Linked DNA regions of Canis lupus: region 2 is linked to region 1. Evidence: chromatin contacts called from public Hi-C data. All regions are on one chromosome and are shown on one strand. The core of a region is the stretch at or near the end of the contact, and the rest is flanking DNA. Distances in the headings are between cores, read along the strand shown. Region 1 holds the start of ABT1 (activator of basal transcription 1). Region 2 holds the start of LOC119877882 (histone H2B type 1-C/E/F/G/I).

Evidence for each region. A called contact is a pair of places that touch in the nucleus more often than the background predicts.
Region 2: a contact with region 1 is called in a Hi-C map of blood, with 5 times the contacts expected there. The contact joins the promoter of LOC119877882 here to the promoter of ABT1 in region 1. A contact is called at or near these places in 2 of 9 Hi-C or Micro-C datasets (amygdala and blood).

The regions. Positions count from the first base shown.
Region 1 is chr35:25,836,107-25,843,584 of UU_Cfam_GSD_1.0, forward strand. It overlaps ABT1 (activator of basal transcription 1), which reads left to right and starts at 2,490. Exons shown (of 3, transcript XM_038584400.1): 1 at 2,490-2,781; 2 at 3,396-3,601; 3 at 3,758-5,709. The coding sequence starts at 2,541. The coding sequence ends at 4,138. It overlaps TRNAY-GUA (a tRNA gene), which reads left to right; the gene lies at 1-65. TRNAN-GUU (a tRNA gene) reads right to left here and starts at 7,005; the gene lies at 6,932-7,005.
Region 2 is chr35:26,538,917-26,545,974 of UU_Cfam_GSD_1.0, forward strand. It overlaps LOC119877882 (histone H2B type 1-C/E/F/G/I), which reads left to right and starts at 4,119. Exons shown (of 1, transcript XM_038584437.1): 1 at 4,119-4,561. The coding sequence starts at 4,150. The coding sequence ends at 4,530. H2AC17 (histone H2A type 1-E) reads right to left here and starts at 3,867. Exons shown (of 1, transcript XM_038584434.1): 1 at 3,087-3,867. The coding sequence starts at 3,852. The coding sequence ends at 3,460. It overlaps LOC119877881 (histone H3.1), which reads right to left and starts at 2,714. Exons shown (of 1, transcript XM_038584432.1): 1 at 1,590-2,714. The coding sequence starts at 2,293. The coding sequence ends at 1,883.

The DNA.
Region 1 (7,478 bases), core at 1,240-3,739:
GAGGACTGTAGATGTTGAGTCACGTGGGCATCCTTAGGTCGCTGGTTCGAATCCGGCTCGGAGGACTGTACCTTTTGAAAGGTTTTCATTGACGCAGCAAGTCTGGACCCTTAATGAAAGTTAAGAAAACTTTTTGTTTGTTTGTTTTGTTTTGGTTAAGAAAACTTGAACACAGTTGGGCAGGTTGTCGTTTGTGCTCACAGATGAACTCGTAGGCCTGAAAATAACAACAAAAAATAAAGGATCCTCAGGTTCGTACAAAAGAAGCTGCTTATGTAAGACAGGGTCTCCTGGGAGACTGACTTTTCATGAAGTTTTGGAAAGGGTCATGCGGAGTCTGGAGAAGCAGAAAGCAGGCTTGGCCCAAGGTTTTCATTTTATTTTGGAGGTCCTTTTGGATGGCCTTTCTGGGCTCTCTGTTGATATTCAAGTGAATAAACATTTTATTGATGACAACTTCAAATACACACAGGTGGAGAAAACAGCACAAATTACCATCATAGGCATCACACCTGTACAACTAGCATCATCTATACCCCTTCATGCCCCCTTCCCACCCCCGACCTTGTGAAGCAAAACCTAGACGTGTGCTCTCACTTCATCCACCGCGGCTCCGTGTTTTGAAGAGGTAAAGATTATTATTTTTTTTAATTTTTAAAAAAATGTTTATTTACTTATTTATCCGTGAGAGACCCACAGAGAGGCAGAGACACCGGCAGAGGGAGAAGCAGGCTCCCCGCAAGGAGCCCGATGTGGGATTCAATCCTGGACCCCCAGGATCTCGCCCCGAGCCAAAGGTAGACGTTCAACCACTGCGCCGCCCAGGCGTCCCTGAAGACCTTAGAATTAAATGCGGGACCGAGTCTGTATCTCTTAGCGCCCCCATCCTTCCTCCAAAAAAGCAGCGGCGGGCGGCGGGCAACTGATAGAAAATCCCGTTATAAAATTAATGAAACTAGTGTAAGCACCGGAGAAGTCTGGTTTATTCGATCTTTCGTCCTCTTTATCAAAGAGCTAGGCGCCGTGTTCAGGCAGAAATACACTGGGAGGGACGCCTGGGTGGCTCAGTGGATGAGCGCCTCCCTTCAGCCCAGGGCGGGGTCCCACATCGGGCTCCCTGCATGGAGCCTGCCTTTCTCTCTCTGTGTCTCTCATGAATAAATGAATAAAATCTTAAACAAACAAACAAACAAAACAAAAAAGCCCACAAAACACTGGGAGAGCCTTCCCCTCGGATGATAGCTCGACCCCGTGCCCCTGCTGCAGTCCTCCGGCTTCGTGTGCGCACACGTCCGTCTCAGCGGGATGGGAAATTTTGTCCGGCTGCAGCGAGGGCGGGTTTATATTATCCTCACACTCGCCCGGGGCCCCTTCTAGAAAGCCGGCTGCACCGCTGTCCACATTGGTAGCCTCGGGGCTTTGCATTTGGCCCTGCAGCAGGTGCAAAGGCGGGGGCGAAGGGGTAGGGGCGTGGCGGGGAACCGCGGCGCCAAGAGCAGGTGAACGGCGCCCCCTCCCGGACGGTTTCTGCGCCACGGGAGAGGTCTCGGAGGCGGTAGGGAGGGGGCTGGGCGGGGGTGGCCGGGACTGCAGCAGGGGCACGGGGTCGAGCAGGGGCACCGGGTCCTCAGGGGCGTGAGCATCGCCGGCCCGGAGGTTCCTTACTCCCGGCCTCTAGCAGGGCAGGGCCCAGGGGGCCAGAGTTAGAGCAGCGCGACGCCCCGGGTCGCCAGGGCCGAGGGGACACAGGAAACCATGTGTTCGTAACATCAATATGAATCACGTGTCAATACAAAGCTATGACAGGCGCCGAAATAACGTTTTTAAAACCAGAGAAGTAACTGTTGCATATTAACTGTTGCACATTTTTTTGGTAATCCTATTCACAAAATCAAACTTATAATTAATATTTTAAAGCAAACAAAAGGTTTTACACTAAATGAGGTCACAATTGAAATCTTTAAAACTTCTCTAAATTTCCGAAACGTGTATTTTCAAAGCTAAACTACATTTCCAAAACCTAAAGACATTCAGAGCGCTCGGATTCTCAAAAAAATAACTGAAACGTCAAAACTCCAGACAATTTTAAAAACTGAAAGTTAAGTCCACTTTGAAAGGTGGTATCATCTCCCAACCGGAGTCTTGCCCAGGTCCGTAGGTCAAATGTCGGGTTGATGGCTAAGACACAGAAACCTCGCCCGACTTCCCAAAGCTTTGCAACGTATCCAGAAGAGGCCGCCTCCTGCGTGTTTCCACGCAGCCGAGGCGTTCTCTAGGGTAAGTGACCCCCGGGGACCAACTCCTCCACTCCCGCCTCCCCATCGCCAGCCGCAGCCGGCTTCACCATCTCGCCTTTGATCCCGCCTTCCCGCTTCGAATCCCGCGGCCGACCAGGCCCCCACTTCCGCTTGCTGCGTCCAATCCGGTCCTTCTATGTACTATGACGTCATCTCCCCGCCCTTCGCCGCCGGCCGGCGCACGCGGTGTGCGGCAGGACGGCGCGGCGCTTTACGGCTGTCGTACGTCTCATCGGCGCCAGCATGGAGGCAGAGGAGTTGGAGAAGGAAGCTGTGGGGCAGGAGCCTCTGGAAGGGACAGACCAGAAAGCAGAGGCAGAGGAGGAGCAGGAGGAATCTGAAGAGGCGGCGTGTGGCGCCAAGAAGCGGGTGGTGCCGGGTATTGTGTACTTGGGCCACCTCCCGCCCCGCTTTCGACCTCTGCATGTACGGAACCTTCTCAGCGCGTTCGGAGAGGTTGGACGCGTTTTTTTCCAGCCCGAGGGTAAGAGCGCGGGCCCTGGATGTTCGGGAAGGGGGTGGGTTCCCTGGCGCGGAAGCCAGGGCGCTGCGGGGGCACGGGGCTCCAGGCCGGCGCCCGACTCCCTTGGTCATCAGCGGAGCTCTCAGCTTTCAGGAGGCGGGATCGGGGGTGGATAGCTCAGTAACACACGATGAGTAGTTCTTGCTTGGATGGTTAATTTGGGCTTGTCGTGTCGATTCCGCACGCCCCCGTTTCCTGAACCGGATTTGCCGGCTTGTTAATGAGTTCACCCTGAATAAAAATCTGAGGCTTTTTCAAACACAACGGCACCCATCACCTCTGCTCTCGTGACCTGAGTCTAGAAACAGACTCAGGACGGGTGTATGGCCAGGTGACCCCAGCTTTCGTCTGAGCTCTGGTTGAATTGGGTTTGGGGGCGTGTGCGAGTTTTAAATAGAATGTCCTGAGCCGATCTGATGCAGAAGTTGACGTTTGAAGAAAAGATTGAGTTTGACGTAGGGAAATGGCGTACGGGGAAAGGCCTTGCGGTGGGTTCCTGGCCCGAGGGGTCGTAGATGAAGTTGACTGGGTGCCACGTCGGCCTCCTAAACCACTGCTGTGCCTTTGGTTCACAGACGGGTTCGTGAGGCGCAAGAAGAAGGCAGTGTCAGCCTCAGCCACGGGAGGGAAAAAGCGGTCCAAGTACAGCAAGGACTACACCGAGGGCTGGGTGGAGTTCCGGGACAAGCGAGTAGCCAAGCGTGTGGCGGCCAGTCTTCACAACACGCCCATGGGAGCCCGAAGGCGCAGCCCCTTCCGTTACGACCTATGGAATCTCAAGGTGAGGGGGGTTAGGCTCTCCTGCCGCATCTCATCCTCCCACCTCCCCAGCCCCAGCCTAGGCACCTCATTCCCTCTTGCTGGCCTCACTCTCTCTCTTCACCTCTGCATTCCTGACATATCTTACCTGGATCTTTTCCTGTTTTCCTGTCCACAGTACCTGCACCGTTTCACGTGGTCCCACCTCAGCGAACATCTTGCCTTTGAGCGCCAGGTGCGCAGGCAGCGCCTCAGGGCCGAGGTTGCCCAGGCCAAGCGTGAGACTGACTTCTATCTTCGAAGTGTGGAACGGGGACAGCGCTTCCTTGCTACTGATGGGGACTCTTCCCGCCCGAATGGCTCCTGGAACTTTGCCCAGCGTCCTACTGAGCAAGAGCTGAGAGCCCGGAAGGCAGCTCGGCCTGGAGGAAGTGAACGGGCTCGCTTAGCTAATGCCAAGGACCAGGCTCGTTCCAACCGAGGGCTGCTTGCCAAGATCTTTGGAGCTCCACCACTTTCAGAGAGCACAGAGGAACCCTCACTAGTCAGGGACTCTTAAAAGGGAGAGAGACCCTTTTCATCTCCTGGCCCTGCTTCCTGTCTACATGATAATGACTACTCAGGCAGACATTTCATTTCTAAGACCAGGAATCTCTAGTGGGTGCTTAGACATAGACGTCTTATGGATCTCTGGTCCCCCCTCCAACTCCTGTTGCCTGGCTGAGGCACCTAATTCATACTAGCATGAGTATGACTAACTGCACATTCCTATTTTGTTTGATTCTTGACTGTCTGCTTCCTGCCCAATAGGCTCTTCTAAAAATCCCACTTTCTGGACCCAGGAAGAGCCTTTACTTCATGCTGGAGTGATAATATCTAATGCAGAAAGCTATTTTACTAACTTAGGTGAAGGGCAACAGCACCATCCTTTCTATTTAGATAAGATTAACAGGGACGGGTTAATGGGGTGGGACTGCATTGGGAGCCACCTTCCAAATGTTTGTATAGAAAAGAAAAAAATGTGTTTGTAGTTTATTGGAAATGGGAGGCGTTTTGTAAGTTCTGACTTCTGTCTCTTCATGTCCTGTTCACTCCCCTTAACTTCATCCCCTGGTCTCAGAGACACCATTCCTCCCTGACCCCTCTCAATTCAGCCTGGGACCTTTTCTATCTATCAAATTAATTTCTTAGCCCATTTTATCAGTTATCTAACCCAGCATTTACTAAGTCACTGTATGAGGACACAGGAATGGTAGGTAATATAATACATGGCCCTTGGCATTAAGTTATAGACCACTAGAAAGAGACAGATACATAAGAAATAAATATACAGAGGTACTACAGGCATCATTGTAGATATATATAAGGGATAAAGTAGGGGCCATGGGAGGGCATGGTTGACTCTATCTTGGATGGTAAGCCATGCTTAATATGGAGCTGATTCTGAATCACAGTCTTCCAGAGATGGATCACTTTCACCGGGTTTCTAGATCATTCCTGAAAAGTGAATTTAAAATCGAAATTAACTTGGTTTAGTCCTGATGTTGGAAACAAAGCTCCATGGATGGAGTGTTTGGTTCAAGAAACCATTGTAAAGGCAGACAAAACCTAGGAGGTAGTCAGGCCCAAATGATGCCCCTCAGGGGCACTTTTATGAATTAAGGCTTAGATGAGGGCGGGTTCACAAACAATATTCAAAGCAGCTCTGGAGGCCACAGAGTCTATGTTAGCCATGAAGAGAAGCTGAAAAGTGAAGTGTCACGATAAACTAAGGAATTAAATGATAAACATTAAAACTGGGCAGGGTTCCTGGCTGGATCAGTTGGTAAAGCATCTAAATCTTGATTTCGAGATTGTGAGTTTGAGCCTCATGTCAAGTTTAGAGATGACTTAAAAATAAAAAATCTTGAACAAACTGATCAATATCTAGTTTTTTAAACTTCTAGGAAGTAGTAGAATGTAATAATTTGGATTTTGCTAGTGCTATTTAATTTTTTTTCCCCACTATGCTTAATATAATTATGCATTTGTTCTTTGGGTGAAGTGGATTAATCCACTTACTTGGTTCTGAAGTAAAATTTTAGTCATGCACTTGTTTTGAGAGAATAAAAATGACCATACGGTAAAAAATGTTTGCTTGGTGTAACATTTTCCACAATGCCTATACCTTTCACACCCATGAAACAAAAATGTGTGTAATGTTACAGCCTCAGTCTTATAAGAACTCCATACCCTTGTTTCTGTGTTCATTTCTTGTGAGTTTGTTTCATGTGGATTGTTTCTTTGGGTCCTAATGTCTTCCACCTGAGCCAGAAAGATCCAGTGTCAGAATTTGATCAGCTATTTATGTACTCAGAATTCTAAGTGCCCATTGCCACCTTTGCTAGATAAAGAGAATATCAAGATTAAGAAACTTCTTTCCCTTAGGTTGCTAACAACTTAGAAAGTAAAATACATATAGGGCTTATGTATTTGAAATAAACTTCTCAGGCTAGGTGGCATATTCAAGGTCAGCATCTCAGGCTCCCAGTCAATAGTTTTGCATGATTAGCTCACACGTACAGCCTGGTAAATTGGGTAATTCACAGGTCCAGTGAGAAATGAAAATAAAACGGGTGGAAGAAAATGAATTTCCCGAGGAAATGTCAGCTTGATTCCTTGGGGACTGAGCCCTTTGAGGGCAGGAAAATTCCTTTTTTACATTTACTATTTTATTTCTCTTTTAAATGTTGCCATGAGTGACCCTGACATAGGTCAATTTTGTACAAATGCAGCACTTCTATACATTTCCAGAAGTGGAAAGTCTGTGAAGACTAATTTTGGTAGCTAATGTCAAAATGCCTTTTATGAAAAGTGCAAGAGACCATTTTGGGGATTACTCTTAAAAGCGAGGAAACATGGTTTGCAGAAATACCAGTCCCTGGAGGCCAGGTGCTCCAGGTAGAAGCCTCAGCACTCCTCACTGTCACTTGCAGACGTGGGGGTTCCGACCTGAGAACCCGACTGAGGGAGAGGCCGGGCCAGCTCGGTGTAAGGGGCAAGCTTTGCAGGACTTTGGCCAAGCGCCCGCTGCTGCCCTTCTCGGTGTGCACGCTACCGGACGAACCGACGCAGGTACAGGAGGTGGAATCTGGAAACAAAGTCAGCAGCAGCAGGTACAAAGGACGGGTTTGCGCTTGTATTTGAGGGCACCGCGAAGGGACTCGGCAAATCCGTAATCACCGAGCAAGAGAATATGACGTGTATCTCCATTCTCGATTTTCATTTAATTTGTGACAATGGTCAGAAACAACCTAGTCAGACAAAATATCAGAAGTAAAACCACCGCAGGAGATCCTTAAATGGCAACCACCGTCCCTGGGTGGGCTCGAACCACCAACCTTTCGGTTAACAGCCGAACGCGCTAACCGATTGCGCCACAGAGACACCGGCGATGAAGTGTCCCTCCTCAAACATGATCATTTCATTTTTCCAGTTCAGCCTGATAGTCTATGAGTGTAGTTTTCGTTAGGCCTATATATGGAAAAAAATGTTCCCTCGTGATTTTTTTTTTTTTTTGTTCCTATGTTTGTTTTCAAAACAAGTTTTGGTACTACAAGTCTTACTCATAGAGAGGAACCTCGGAATTCCGATTAGGCGGGGAGCAGGGCGCAGGACCTCACTTTACCCGAGTGTGACACCATCAGAACAAGGACACACGGACAGAGTTTATTTTCAGGTCAAAAAGAGAGTTCTCGCTGACACTTGAGTTGATAGAGCAGCCCCTCTAAGGATTCTGTATAGATGAAGATAGCAGTAAGAGCGACAGAAAGGAAAACCACTTAAGGGAAAATCTAGAGGCTCATCAATGCATCCTTAAATTATCAAATAAAAGTGTGCTTCCTGGGCAACAGGAGATT
Region 2 (7,058 bases), core at 2,869-5,368, 700 kb after region 1:
TTTATTTTCCTGCAGCCATTGGAGGCTTATCCAGATCTTCCATCTTAGGGTTTATTGAAAGAATCCTAAACAAATTGACCAACTTTGTCCCCTATTATTGGATACTTTGGGAGAAGATAAGCTTTTCTAGAGCTAGTGAGGGAGCGGTGATAGGCCCTGTTTAAACCCCGCTGCTGTCAATTTCACATACAAAAGGTAAGTAAAGATATTTTGGAAACTGTAAAGCTTTATATAATTGTTGTTGTATTTTATCTGCTCACCATGGGAATGAAAATAGTGGTGATGATGTACATCTAGGATGAAAGGTATAATGCACACAGTGGTAAGCACTCAGTGACTACCTATGGCTGACAGGGAACTGTCTTGTGTCTAAAAGACAGTTAATCAGCAACACATTCACTCAACTAGAATTTAATGAGCACCTGCTGTTAAGTCAAACTTTACTGTTTTAGGGATACAAGAGTAAACACAACGAGAAAAATCTTGGCCTTAGGACATGTATATTATATGGGGAGAGAAAGTTGGGCAAAAACTTATTATTTTTTTAAAGATTTTATTTATTCATGAGAGACAGAGAGGCAGAGGCACAGGCAGAGGGAGAAGCAGGCTCTTTGCAGGAGCACGATGTGGGACTCCTCCCAGACCCCGGGACCACACCCTGAGCCAAAGGCAGACACAACCACTGAGCCACCCAGGTGTCCCAGTGGGGCAAAATTTATGACTTTTAGACTTAGGTTCACACGTGATTTGAAGGGAACACTTCTGAGTATTTCATAGAAATATGTTGTCCTCTAAGGGACAATGTTTACAGGAAAGCTCGAGTAGAGAAGGGTTATTACCACCCAAATGGTCTCTGTGGTTGTACTCCAGGGAAGTCACTATTGTCAGGTTGTTGGGAGTCCAGTCTTGAGCAACCAGGTATTGAAATCATGCTGCCTGCAGTTTGCTCCTCATGCATACTCTATATTACCAGGCTCCTGGAAGCTGGCAAATAAGACCCAGAGAGAGGGCCAATTCACCGATTTTACAGTATTGTAGTTTAGAATGGGTGTGAAGGAAAATGAACATTTCAGAGCCTTATCCTATAGTTACCAGATGTTAATGCTAAACAATGAGAAAGTCAATTCTCATAAGAAATGGTCTTAACACTAGCTCATTTTATTGGTAAAGAGAGCTATGACTGCAGGCAAATTTTTGGAGTTGTATAAAAGAAATTGAGTGTCAATAAGAAAATGTGAGGCCTGCACACCTGCTAGATCCTAGACAGGATACCAGCACTGCCGGAGTTCAGCTTAGAGGCACTCCACACCTCTTGGGAACCTCGACAACTCAAAGCATTTTCTCTATGGAACAAGTAGAACTAGAATAGAACCTGCAACGTGCCCTTCTGCCATGCTGTGGGTATATGCCAGAAGGGAAGGACAACTCTGCTCCCAGCCTGACTGTATCAGATGTGGGGGCGGAAGGTACCAGTGCTTATGCTGAATCTCCTCTTATTTGGTGAGAAGGTGGTTAAGTCCCTTTGCTGCGAAACACTTTACGTATGGGACTACCCAAGGGATCAAGGCCGGGCCGGGGAGGGGGGGGGGGAGAAGTCTGCAGACTGTAGCCGTTAAAAACTAGCTATTCGGCAACTGCTTCCATAGTAGTTAACGTATAGAGACAAGGCGTGGCCTTCCCAAATGACAAGTTCTACATACAGGAAACAGGATGCGGTGGTTGCTGAAGACCAGGTTACAGCGCTCCGGTGGCGCTCGCAGGACCTTTCACTAGGTTCGCACTTCAAGGAACACCCAGCCCAGGAGTACAACAGCCGCTCTCGGTGAAAATGAAAGTGGCTCTGAAAAGAGCCTTTGGGAGGGACAAGCTTTGGAAAGACCGTTTACGCCCTCTCCCCGCGGATGCGGCGCGCCAGCTGGATGTCCTTGGGCATGATGGTGACGCGCTTGGCGTGGATGGCGCAGAGGTTGGTGTCCTCGAAGAGCCCCACCAGGTAGGCCTCGCACGCCTCCTGCAGCGCCATGACGGCCGAGCTCTGGAAGCGCAGGTCGGTCTTGAAGTCCTGCGCGATCTCGCGCACCAGGCGCTGGAACGGCAGCTTGCGGATCAGCAGCTCCGTGGACTTCTGGTAGCGCCGGATCTCGCGCAGGGCCACCGTGCCGGGCCGGTAGCGGTGCGGCTTCTTGACGCCGCCGGTGGCCGGCGCGCTCTTGCGGGCCGCCTTGGTGGCCAGCTGCTTGCGCGGGGCCTTGCCGCCCGTCGACTTGCGCGCCGTCTGCTTCGTGCGAGCCATGGGCTGGTGCTTGTACTGCGAAAACCGGCAACTGGAGAGTTGCTGCCGGGACCAGACTTTATACGGACAATCCCCTCCTGATTGGTCACAACTGTCGAGGAAGTAACCTGATTGGTTCTTAATCCAATCCTCATTGGAGTCCTATGGTCTCCCAAACGGCTTCGTTTTCCATACTAATGATTTTAGTCATATTCCCTATTTTTATAGGAAAAAAACTACTTTCCTCCACCCTGTCTACTGTTCTCAACCAAAACGTTAAGATTTCGCCAGTGAAAGGGAATCGGACCTGGAATTTTGGAAGTCAGCGCCAAAATTGTCCTTAAAAAAAATGCATTTTAATTTCAGCCTTTCCCCCTTTGGCTATAGTATGGGATAAAATTGGGGTCCCTGGGTGGCGCAGCGGTTTAGAGCCTGCCTTTGGCCCAGGGCGCGATCCTGAGACCCGGAATCGAATCCCACATCGGGCTCCCAGTGCATGGAGCCTGCTTCTCCCTCTGCCTGTGTCTCTGCCTCTCTCTCTCTGTGACTATCATAAATAATAAATAAAAAGTTCAGTTTCATGAGAGCATTATTAAGACCAACTTTTATTTATTTTAAAGATTTTAGGTATTTATTTATGAGACAGAGTAGCAGAGACATAGGCAGAGGGAGAAACATTCTCCTCGCAAGGAGCCTGATGCAGGCCTCCATTCTGAATTCGGGGATCACGCCCTGAGCTGAAGGCAGATGCTCAACCTCTGAGCCACCCAGGGGTCCCAAGACCTACTTTTAGTGATGGTATGGAGACCTAGAACAAAAGCGCTTTATTTTTACTTTTTGTTGTTGTTTTTGAACAAGTTTTAAGACTGGTGTGGAAGCCGCCTGGAGCACCAAATCTTTCCTTTGCCCTGCCTACTGTGGTGAGAGGTTGATAGGTGTTAGAAATTATTAACTTATTTTGATGCTATCAAATAGATTACAGTAAACGTGGCTTCATGGCTCTATAGTTGAACAAACGGAGTTGGAAGGACTTTTACCAGAAATGGCCAAGTCAAAAGGGAGACTAGGTATTGTCCCTAACACTTAGGTTATCGGTGGTTAAAGTTTCAAAAGTGTTCAGGTTCTTCCTCAGAAGTAGTGGGTGGCTCTGAAAAGAGCCTTTGGTTTGAATTGTTGCCCTCGAAACCTTACTTGCCCTTGGCCTTGTGGTGGCTCTCGGTCTTCTTGGGCAGCAGCACGGCCTGGATGTTGGGCAGGACGCCGCCCTGCGCGATGGTCACGCGGCCCAGCAGCTTGTTGAGCTCCTCGTCGTTGCGGATGGCCAGCTGCAGGTGGCGCGGGATGATGCGCGTCTTCTTGTTGTCGCGGGCCGCGTTGCCCGCCAGCTCCAGGATCTCGGCCGTCAGGTACTCCAGCACGGCCGCCAGGTACACCGGCGCGCCCGCCCCGACCCGCTCCGCGTAGTTGCCCTTGCGGAGCAGGCGGTGGACGCGGCCCACCGGGAACTGGAGCCCGGCCCGCGACGAGCGCGTCTTGGCCTTGGCGCGAGCCTTGCCGCCCTGCTTCCCGCGTCCCGACATAGTGAGTTACTAATAGCGTTTGTTAAGGGTGGCTAGAGCCCCACGTTCAGAAATGCACTTTTTATAGCTCCTCCTGGGCGCGAAAAGGATGTTATAAGATTGGCTAACATTTCATTTCAATTTAGACCAATGGAAACGCAACTCCGTAGAGTGACTATCTTGATTGGGTCAAACTGTGACGTGATGTCACCCAAGGTAATCTCCAATCACCAGCGACCCTCCCCGTCTCCTTTGCATAAGTCATTATAATTGAAGAGGTGCGTTGCCCTGGTTCACTTTGCTTTCCTGCCGGTCACCATGCCCGAGCCCGCCAAGTCCGCGCCGGCCCCGAAGAAGGGCTCCAAGAAGGCGGTGACCAAGGCGCAGAAGAAGGACGGCAAGAAGCGCAAGCGCAGCCGCAAGGAGAGCTACTCGGTGTACGTGTACAAGGTGCTGAAGCAGGTGCACCCCGACACGGGCATCTCGTCCAAGGCCATGGGCATCATGAACTCGTTCGTCAACGACATCTTCGAGCGCATCGCGGGCGAGGCGTCGCGCCTGGCGCATTACAACAAGCGCTCGACCATCACGTCCAGGGAGATCCAGACGGCCGTGCGCCTGCTGCTGCCCGGGGAGCTGGCCAAGCACGCCGTGTCCGAGGGCACCAAGGCCGTCACCAAGTACACCAGCTCCAAGTGAGCGTTCTCCGAGGCACCATCCAACCCAAAGGCTCTTTTCAGAGCCATCTACACTCGCAGAGAAAGCAGCTGGTGCATTTCGCCTGCAGTATAACTGTTTGGGGCTAGGTTGAGAGAGGGGAGATCGCTGGTAAAACATTGGGTAAGCGTTTATTTAGGCTCACTATCAATGCAAATTTAGTACGGGTTCTTTGACGCTCTTTGGGAAGAGGGTTTCAGTTTTGTGCTCTGCCGCAATAGAAATTTCGCCTTTGATTACGCTTCATCAAGGAATCCCCGGATACTGAGCCTGGAGGATTGGCGGCAGATCCCTCCGGTAAGCAACCCTGCTCCATGGAGGGCAGTTCCCTAACTTAATCGTGTTCCTGAAGTCCTCGGCATCCTACTCCTCCCCTCTTGTCTTTGCTTTTTCCGGGGTTGATTTTTTTTCTTTCCTCTTCCATCCTTGAGAAACCCAGAGTGGTGCGTTAGGATTCGTTGTCCTCTTCTGCCATCGTGCGGCAAGAGGCGGAGGCAGCGGTCGAAGATTGTCTCCAGGTTCCAATGAACCTGCCTAAATGGCTCTCCTCAGAAGTTCAAAGTCCTGGGGACAGCCGTGAGCTGTAGGTAGGTACAGTCACTAGTTCTGTCTCTCTTTAACCACTGGATTTAACTGAGTTTCTCCAACAGTCACTCGTGCACACGACAGCGGGAAAGCCCAAGAGGAGAGCAAAAGTCATGGTGATTATTGCCATCTGGTCAAAGCTGCCAAAGAAAAATCAAAATACTCCCTACAATTTTTAAGAAATTGAGGTATAAAGAGGGTTATGCACTCTCAATTTCTGGTCCTGAAAGTAATAAATGTTTTAATGTTTCCTGTAAACCAAAACACCTGATGGAACTCATACCCCTGATTTTGCTGAGCTGCCCTTTGAAGACACCTCAGCATTTACGAATATGATTACATGTAACTAAACTGTACTTTATCCATCATGAACAGGTCAGTATAAACTTGGTAACCTTGGTCATTTTGCAGTTCCCTCTGTCCTTTTAAATATGCGTGCTTCCCCCAAGTTTTACTCTTGCTTCTCTTTGCAGGTAGTCTTTGTTTCCAAATGTTTGTCTTAGCCCTCCTTTGACACTTTTACTGCCTAACCAAATCCAAACATCCGATCAAAATGCTTGCATTAGCTTTCTGGTGTTGCCACAACAAAATACCATTTACTTGGCTGGTTTAAATAACCTACTCGGACAGCCCGGGTAATTCAGCGGTTTAGCGCCGCCTTCAGTCCAGGGCATGATCCCGGAAACCCAGGATCGAGTCCCACGTCGGGCTCCCTGCATGGAGCCTGCTTCTCCCTCTGCCTGTGTCTCTGCCTCTCTCTGCCTCTCTCTGTGTCTCTCATGAATAAATAAATACAATCATAAATAAATAAATAAATAAATAAATACTCATTTCCTCGTGGTTCTGGGGGCTACAAGTCCAAGATCCAGGTGTGAGCAGGGTTGGCTCCCCTTCTTGGCTTGCACCTGTGTCCTCATGTGGCCCATTTCGGTGTTTGCACACCTCTGGAGTCTCTTCTAAGAACATTAGTGCTATTGGATTAGGATCCTCCTTATGATTTCATCTAACTTTAATTACCTCTTAAAGGCCATGTCACACTGGGGTTAGGGCTCAACTATGAATTTTGAGCGAACACAATTCAATCCATAACAGCACATAAGGTCATTTTACTCTCAGCCTTCTATTCCAAATTATCTTTCATAAAATACTTCCCTTTAGCTCAAGCTGCAGCTAAAGACAGTCGTGCTGTCCACCTAACCAGAGATTTAAAGTCAAATATTCACAAGGGCCCACCCCATAAGAGCGAAACTGGCTGGATGCTAGAAACCAGGCCTTGTCCACAAAAAAAGGTGCTCTTTGCAATTTTTAATTGAAGCAACATAGGCTTTTGGCACCAAATTTCATTTTCCTTGTTTTAATAGCATATTTCTGTTCTCTTAATGCTGCTGTAAGAACAACCGTTGCACGAGGATGTTGAAAAAACTGCCAGCTAGCATCTGCCCATGAAAGGGACCAGTTGGAATGTCAGATACCTGAAGCAAATGAGGCCATGTGAGGGGTTTCACCTCATCATTGCCCTGCTGCAAACCCTGGACAGCAACTCTTTAAATTTTTTGAGAAGATATGCACTTTAGTATGGAATGTTCTAAATTTTCAATATAGGCAGCAGCTAATAAAAAATGTATGACGTGGTGCAGACAGACTAAAAGAAATATCTGCATTCTTCATCAAACCCTTAAGTTCGCAATTGGAGATCTCTGGGCATTAATGAAGATTTCTATGTCCCTGACAAGCTGTCCCGTGTACTTCTGCCACCAAAGCCCAGAGCACATGCCCAGATCTCCCCAGCTTCCTAAATCTTCCACTGAAAAGAATCTGTTCATCTGCTTGGGGCAGAGCACCAGGTCTTGCACACAGCAGGCACCCCCAGCTATTTTGTCCTATTTAAGTAAATGGAAAAAGAAGTAAACTAAAAGAAAAATTAC